Linked DNA regions of Gossypium hirsutum: region 2 is linked to region 1. A link is a contact called in public Hi-C data. All regions are on one chromosome and are shown on one strand. Each heading gives the region's core, a stretch centred on a gene start, on an enhancer-like site or on the middle of the called end of the contact. The rest is flanking DNA. Distances are from core to core; before and after follow the strand shown. Region 1 holds the start of LOC107948599 (ACT domain-containing protein ACR10). Region 2 has its middle 15 kb from the start of LOC107931215.

Region 1 (4,548 bases), core at 1,556-4,055:
ATGAAGAGTCATTTATATAGGCTAATTAAGTAAATCCAAATAAAATTCTTAAGTATACTAAAACTCTAATTAACCTAAAGAAGTAGTTTTAAACTAAACTTTCTTATTGACATAAAACTCCTAAATAACTTAAAATATTTAAAAGTTATCCAAAATTCGGAATAAATAAATAATAAAACTTAATAAATACAATATTAGGCTCGTATATAAAAAAATTAAGCTTGAAATTCAAACCCAATATGATTTAAACTCGACTAAAAAGCCCAAAACTTGTAATTTTTGTAATATTCCCATCTAGAAATTCTACTTGCGCAGACTTCACTAAAAGGGTTATAACTTGAGTTCTGAAACTCAAAATCAAGTACTTCAAAGTGTGTTTTGAAGCTAAGAGATAGCTCTTCAACTCTATTCAGACATCTAAGCCTATAGATAGCTAGATCTCATCCAAAAATTCGTCGCAATTTGACTAATCTTTTCAACTTGAAAATTGATAGTTTGGTTGAATTGACTTTAATAAATTTCACTTATTCCATGCATGTATCATTCCCCCTTTTCTCGAAAAGACCTCACCTATTGTCTTTGATCGAATCTAGGTATGATTTGCTTGGCTTTTGACATTGAAATTAGGCATTGAGACTCGCATCAATCCTCCTCGGTCATTTTGCCAACTCTCAATATTTACACATTGTGTAATTTTTTTTTTGCAAATTTACTTTTCTTTGTGACATTGAGGGTTAATTTTTAAAAAAAATGAAAAAATATAAAATTTATTGTTTTGGATTTTTGGGTGTTTCCATTTTTGTATATTTTCAATCAAATGTAGATGATAAATTTGTTTTTTTAGCTTTTTAGGCAAAAATGTCAAGAAAAAAAAAAGCAAAACTCCAAATATGACCAAATTACAATGTGTTTGTTTAGAATCAAGACTTAATTGACATAATGTATAAATGTTGAAGGTTAAAATTGTTATCATGCTAATTTTAAAAGCTCCCATGTTAGCCTATTGGTGACCAAAAAAGATAAAATTGAATTGTTGGTGACCATTTTGTAACTTTTCATTGTTGGGTGACTAAAAAAGAAATTTACTAATAGTTGGGTGATTACTAGCAAATTTTACCCTTATTTTATTTTTCAACTATAATAAAAGGAAATAACATTTTAATGATGTGTCAATTTTTTACTGGCCGAAAGTTTTTTTTAAAACGGGTATAACATACGGGCCAATATTAGTTACGAAATACAGTTTAGGTACCTAACTCAAACAAAAACCATAATTTGAGGGCCAAGTATTAAATTAAACCTATCCTAAAATTTATTTATGCTATTATTTATATAAACTTTAAAAATTTACAATTAGGATAAACTATTTATATATTTAAAAAATTAAAATTTCGAGAAAAATAAATCTTTAAAAAAATTGAATAAGTTTCCTATCCTATATTTAATGCCAACACAACAATACAAATTCATAATATATACATATAACCATATATACATTATGCACATTTAATTAGACACCTATCCATATAGTACTATATACTATAATTTAATTTATATTTATTATTTAAATCAAATATGTTTTTAATCTATATGCAAACTTATTTTAATATTATATTTTTAATAGTATTTTTTTTTACTTTTTACATTCATTATTACATTTTAGTCCAAACACATCTTGTACCCTTAATTTACTACAATAATTAATTTTAATGTCATCATTTTTGTAATTTCACCATTCATCCATAAGACATGTGATAAATTTTTTTTATCTATTTTTATTAAAATTAAGATTTAAAAAATAATTATGCTAAAATTTCTCAAGTAATTTGATATTTTCTCTCGATTACTATTTCAACCGTATTTACTTAATAATTCATTGCAAGTGAGTTTTGTCTGTTAATAAAAAAAGTTTTAACAAATAAAAAATATAAAAAAATATGTTAAAAGAGATGAAGAAAGAAAGAAAATAGAGAGAGAATTAGAAGAGAATAAAAAAAAAAGTTAAAAAAAAACATAAAAAATTATTAAATTGCATAAAATAAAAAAAAATATGGATATCAATTATATAATTTAATTTAAATTTTTTGTTTGTAATGAATATTTAATGTGTTATGTCAATTTACCGTTATATCATTAATTATAATTAATAATTTAATGACTAAAATATTATAATACATTAAAGTAAAAAATTAAAATGTAACCTAAAATAAATAAAATTAATTACTTTAATAGTTAAAGAAAAAGTTAAATCTAAAATAGGGAAGGAAAGGCAACATATATGAGTGGGATCCAAGATCTAAAATGGGAGAAGTTAAATATTGATTAATACAAGGAAGCCCGATGGACAGCCATCCAACAGGCAAAAGTTTCCCGAGGTCTCGGTCATAGAGCAATCCAAGGTCACGTGACCATTAAAACACAACTTAAGTAAAGGACACGTGATGGCGGCTGATGGCCTATGTGCGGTACAGGTGATTTACCATCGAGTGACGTAACATGCTAACTACCTTACCCAGTGAAAAAGGTAAATTAACATATATCGTCGTTTTATCGTGATATATTGAGTTTTTATTTCAAGAAATGCTAAAAATTATTTATTTATATGTTTGAAATTAACTGTTTAAAGGATCCAACTTATCAGATTAATGGTATTTATATCCTCAAATGTAATTTGAATTCGCTTCACATAATTGGTTAGAGATGAGGATGGAGTAGTTGCCGAGATTTTGAGACCAACGGTAAAAACGAGAAAAGAAAGAAAGAAAAATTGACTGCTAAACAACTCCTCCTCCTACAAGTGAACCACAAGCCAAGAAACGCAAAGCAGTAACTTTCCCTCTCTCTCTCTCTCTCTCTCTCTGCTTTGCTTTGCTTTGCTTTTTATGTTTTGTCTGTCTGTCTCTCCACAACGCTACTACTCAAACAAGCACTGCAACTTCTCATTGAACCAAAACCCAAAGAATATATCAAATCAATTCCTAATCAAAACCAACTTCTTCACTGTTTCTTCAACCATTCAAGTTATACTACTACTATGGGTATTCTACATGACGACGTTGTGATTATAAGGCCGTCGGAGAAAGAAGGAGACCCCTCTCTTATCACTGTTAACTGCCCTGATAAAACTGGTTTAGGCTCTGATTTATGCCGCATCTTGCTCTTTTTTGGTCTTAGCATTGTCCGAGGAGGTAATTCCAAATCCCCCCCTCCCCTTGTTCTTTTAAACCAAGCTTGCATGTTTTTCCCCACTTTTTCCATTACTTTTTTAAAAACTTGGTTTTGATTTTGGTTTTAATGATGAGCATTTGGGAAGTATATCAAAAGTTTGATCATTTGGACTTAAGTTTTGGTCACATGGTTTAGACTTCTTTATGATATATATATATGTTTTAAAAAAAAAGAAAGAAAATTAATTAATGATTATGTTGGGGGGATTTGTTTTGTGAAGATGTATCTACGGATGGGAAATGGTGTTATATAGTATTTTGGGTGGTTTGTAAGCCAGCGACAAGGTGGGAATTGTTGAAGAAAAGACTAGTTCAGGCTTGCCCTTCTTGCTCTTCTGCTTCTGGAATTTCTTATTACCGTTCTGAGTTGCAGTCTCCTAAGCCTCCTGATGTCTTTCTCATCAAGCTTTGTTGTGTTGATAGAAAAGGCCTTCTGCATGGTAATCACTTTTTCCTTTTTCAAGATTTTGAGCTCTAAAATGTGGTTAAAAACTTTGATCAGTGAATGAATTTTAGATGTTTTGGTTTGGCAGATGTGACACAAGTTCTCTCTAGTCTTGAACTCAATATACAGAAAGTGAAGGTATCAACAACTCCTGATGGAACAGTGGTGGACCTTTTCTTCATCACAGACACCAGGTTCAGTTTATGTGTTATGTTTGTTAGCCAGGATCAGTTGTTAAAAAACAGCATGTATTTGCCTTCTATTCAAACTACATATGTGTATGTCTAAATGATATTACTGCTCGTGGTAACCCTGATACGCTAAGGCCTCTTGCATCTCTACCTTGAGTCATATCCTTTGGTAATATTATGATTTTTTTTTTCAGGGAATTATTACATACAAAAAATAGGCAAGAGGAGACTTATAAAGCATTGGAAGATGTTATGCAGGAAGCTGTGATTAGCTTTAACATTGAAAAGGTTGGACCAGAAATTACGGCATGTTCTCAAGCATCTCCATATCTTCCGTCTGCAATAACTGATGATATTTTCAACTTAGAGATGTCCAATGACCTCCCAAGTGTATCACTTACTTCCAACAATGTTTGTGTCACGATGGACAACTCACTCAGTCTTGCTCACACGCTTGTTCAGATTGTTTGTCAAGATCATAAAGGTCTTTTATACGACATAACGCGAACTCTAAAGGATTACAACATTCAGGTAGATTGTTTTTCCAAATTTTATTGTCAATGTTCAGTATTATGATGTGCATCTGTCTATCATAATTGGCTTGAATCCTTTCCAAACTGCGGAAGCTCCGTTTTACTTTTTAAATTTTCAATTGGGAAGGGAATCGTGCTTAGCCTGAAAACTA
Region 2 (4,497 bases), core at 867-3,366, 130 kb before region 1:
CAGACTGAAAATTATAAAATTATAGCGAGGTAAGTAATTATAAATTAGCAGAAATTGAAATATTGCTAAACTAAAGTGAAACTCTTTAACTTGTAAGTTTTCTTCTGTTAGAGAATGTTAAAGTGAAACTCACATATGAATAAACATCACAAACTATTATGTCTACTGGACCTAAATTTTAGCTTGAGTCATGCAATCATGTACGCAAATTCTGAAGTGCGAATTTCTTATATCCCCGGACAGCGGCCTCAAAAGTGTATAATATCTAAACTAAATTTCAATTATACTGACCTTATAGTGATGGCAGCAGTACTAGACCTGACTCCTCTTCCAAATAATACCAAGTGGCATTCTTAAGTTTTAAATTAAGCGAATGAATTCAATCAGCTAAGGTAACAACATAAAATGGCTTCTATAAATATTAGGTAATCCAAGTCAAAGCTAGTAAATACCTTGACTTATATCAACAGATGGTCTCCGTTCTTTCACCCACTGGTAGCTTTGTGGAAGCCTCCATCCTTTAGATTTCATCAAGAAAGCTACTACAATAGCTGGTGACCTTTTAGAAAGAATATAATCATCCTCACTAGCAATTTGTCCCATTTAAATAAGTGTAAACACACCTAAGCATTTTTGCCTCAATGCTAGTTGATCCCCCCTCCCCAATTAAAAGAAAAATGAGGTATTACACACATACAAAACAGGTAATCTCCTATTTGCAAAAACACACTTGGGTGTAAGGCATCTTATAGAGAAAGATTTAGGGGTGAGGTCCAACTAGGTTCTTCCACCGTAGTTTATATGCAAAATCCTATTTTCAGCATTCAAATTTGAATTTTCTTTCTTGTATAATATAAGATAAAAGAGAAAGAGGAAAACACTACTTCAACATGCTCATGTTTGTTTTAGTGTGCTACTTGGATAACAAAAGAATAGAGCAGTAAAATAAAAATCAACCTATTTTTTCCTGACATGCAGTGAACAAGGACTCGAGCCTTATTCTGCTCACATTGCTCTGCAAAAATGAACCACATGTCATAATATACCGACGAGAATGTAAAACTATGCAACACGTCAACTCGAAGTGTCTGAGCTATTGTTCCTGTATCTGCAAGCAAAACTCCCCAACTTCCATTTTTAACTAGGTTAATGAAAGGGCATCATGAGCAGGGCAAACCACACAAGATTATGAAGTTGGAAAAAGTGATTGAGATGTAAAGAAAATATTTCAACATAGTTTCAAATTTGTGAACATGCAGAGCCCCTAGGAAAATATATATTTAATTCTGCTCAAATCAACCTCTTGAAATTTGCAAAGGAAAAAATGTTTGATGTATCAAAGAGGGAATACCAAAGTCATGCACAAAAGAGGTGATACCAAAATTAACCTTTACTGCAAACTGAAACTTGACAATACAACACAAATATTCCGCACCTAAAAATTGTACTGCATCATCAAATATCTATGGAAGAAATTGGAAGAGACAAAGTAGAAAAGGAAGATAGTGTTTTGTTACCAAATATCTATGGACTCGATTGAATAAAAAAATGAACAGATAGGGAAATGGCCTACTCTCTCTCTCGATGCTTTGTTTTTGTTAATGCCATAAAAGAAGAATGCTAAATGTTGCAGCAAGCAGCTAGCGTACAGAATGAAAGATAGAATGCCACTAGATCAATGATGAAAGTAGCTATGGTTTAGTGATAGTGTCCGTGGAGAGGTGAAAGAATTGCTTTGGTTCAAGTCAGGAAAGAATCTGACTAAGAAAGAAAGGCTCTATGTTTCATAGAAATAGAGGCATACTATATAAGAGCAGAAAATCAAAGAAAAAAAACAAATCTAGGGTAATAGAAGAGCAAGCATAAACTGAATGATGCAAAACCCAGAAACAAATAGATTTTAAATAAAGCATAAAAGAAGAAGAAGAAGAAGACTCTTCAACAGACTGATACAAAATCTAAACAGATTCAATATCCAAATAGATTCTTCAACAAAAGAAAAAAAATGAAGAAGAAGATTTGAGTGAGAGAGGTCACAAATTGAATGAAATATAGAGTAAAGCATAAAAAAGTTACCTTGAGCTTTGTTTCAGGAAGGGAACTGGTCCAATTGGATAAAGAAGGAGAAGGATAGAAGGAGGAGGAAAGATGGAAAATGTCTTACAGAAATAAAATCGGTAAGACATTTTCCCCAAAATCCCTTATCATTTTCTCGTGTTTCTGAAAATGTTTTACCAATGTAAGTGATTTTCAAGCAAACAAACACTGGAAAATCAGGAAAACATTTTCCGGAAAATGTTTTCCTGGTAAACAAGCAGACCCCTAGACTTGTTTTCAGTCCCCCGATTGATTCGATCTATGGATTAGTAAATAGTAGCAGGTAACTTGTGGCATTGCATGTAGTAGTGGTGGATTTAATCAGAACTAATTGACCTGCTGGTGATAAAAGGTTAGCCTTCCAACGAATAAGTTTGCCACAAATTCTTTCCATAATAAAAGAATAATTTTCTTCTTCATTCATGTTTTTGAAGAAAAGAAAATTTGATACTAAAACTAATTACACGACAAAATTAATAAAATAAATAACTCATGGAGTTAAAAAAATAACTCTTTAACTTAAAGAAAATAAATGTAATTATTTACAAAAAAAAATTAAAATGAATGTACACAGTTGGTTTGATTTATTAATTATCTTTTTGAAACTTTTTAGTAAACAAACCTATGCATCCATTTTGAAATCTTTTTTTAGATAATTAAGTTTATTTTCTTTAAATTAAGAGTTATTTTTTTTAATTCCATGTATGATTTGTTTATTTTATTATTTTTCACATGTAATTATCTTATTGGATTACCTAAGTAATAAATTACATCTCATTAAAAATATTCTACATCTCCCTTTAATTTTTTTTAAATCGTGCTTTCATCAAATTTGTAAGAAAAAACAAATTGACAAAAGAATAAAAAAAATAAAGATTGAAGGCAAAAAAAAAAAACTGAAAAATAAAGATTGGTTTTTAATAGGTTTAATACATAACTTGGTACATGAGTTTGACCTCTTTTTTTTTTTTTTCTAATCTGGTACTTATATCATTTATTGGTCCAATTTGATGCATGTATTTAATAAAAGTTAGTTTTTCATATTTAATTCAAGTTTTAGAGTTAATTTGATAAAAAAACATAATTAGTTAATAATATTAGCAATCGATTTTCATCAAATTAACCTTAAAACTCGAATTAAAACACATTCATCGAATTGTGTTTGACAAATTAAACGCAAAATTAAACAAATTCATAATTAGTACTAAATTTATTCTATTAACAAAATCATGAAAAATTCAAACCTAATAATATTAGCAATTTGCTTTCATCAAATTAATTGTAAAACTTGAATAAAACACTAAATAAATAACACTATTACTTTTGGATACCAAAATATATAACTTTTGTAACTTTTTTAAATAATTTAATTTTATTATTTCAACTAAATCTTTAGTTAAAATTTATAAATATATAGCAAATTAACTCAAATTATATTATAAATGAGTCAACATATATTGAAACATTACGTGAAGCGGGGATCCTTGACGAGGGCAATTACTGTCTCTTAAAGGAAACTCCAAGATTTCACACCATTTAGCAATCCTACCCAAATAAAGTGCTCATTATGATCAACCTACTTTCATTCTTTACATCATATCATACTCCTCTTTCCTTTTCTTCACATGCATTCCAATGTGTCTCCTCCAAGCAATGTTTTCCTTACATTTTAACTAACCACCCCTCACATAATTTTCACAAATTTTAAAATCTTAATTTTATCAATATAAACCTTGGTGATATGGAAACGACTTTAAAGTTGCCAGAAGAAATCGAGAAATAAGGGGAACGAGTGGAAGTGAATTTCTTTCTCAGATATTCAGGCCAAATTTGAAATATGGAGTTGTGAGGGTTTCACTTAAATACAAGGGCGAAGTTAAAATTATTTTTGGAGGAATCCAATTTAAATTATAATTTTTTTAAATAAACTAAAAACGTAATTTTGTCATTTTAAATTTTACAATTTTTTAAGGATTAAATTGTAAATATATTTTAGAGAGAGTATAATAATTTAACTTAAACTTTAAATTTTAAGAGCGACGAATAATTTTTGATTTTTGAGAAGCCGCTCACGTCATCATTTAGAACTTGTTTTGTTATCTTAGACTTACATGAATTTTCAACACCAATTATTAAATTTTTATCACTTGATGTTATCAGCATCCAAATATGTATATATTCTAAGCTGCATATCTAATCAATGTTAAAGACAAGACAAAAATGTTCCACTTTTTTCTTTGATAATAAACAGCTAATAATTAACTTACTAATTTTTTTTAAAATACTAAAAAGCATTTGAATGGTGGGAATATTTAGCTTTTGATGCAAAAATAAGCTTTAATTTATAAAATAATAGCTTAACATATGTTCAATTACATTGAATTGATCGTAATATTACTC

The links. Hi-C and Micro-C count contacts between places; a contact is called where the count stands out from the background.
Region 2: a contact with region 1 is called in a Hi-C map of fibers, with 5 times the contacts expected there. The contact joins the enhancer-like site here to the promoter of LOC107948599 in region 1. A contact is called at or near these places in 15 of 34 Hi-C or Micro-C datasets (anther, callus, fibers and 4 more).

Annotation. Positions count from the first base shown.
Region 1 is chrA04:65,221,803-65,226,350 of Gossypium_hirsutum_v2.1, reverse strand. It overlaps LOC107948599 (ACT domain-containing protein ACR10), which reads left to right and starts at 2,805. Exons shown (of 6, transcript XM_016883213.2): 1 at 2,805-3,188; 2 at 3,449-3,667; 3 at 3,761-3,866; 4 at 4,058-4,394. The coding sequence starts at 3,035.
Region 2 is chrA04:65,350,055-65,354,551 of Gossypium_hirsutum_v2.1, reverse strand. No RefSeq gene overlaps it. Among protein-coding and RNA genes, the nearest start is that of LOC107931215, 15 kb to the left of the region's middle. Within about 2 kb of position 2,116, at least 4 of the 9 cell types and tissues checked have an H3K27ac peak or open chromatin away from gene starts, as enhancers often do. A contact at or near this core is called in fibers, where this site is marked.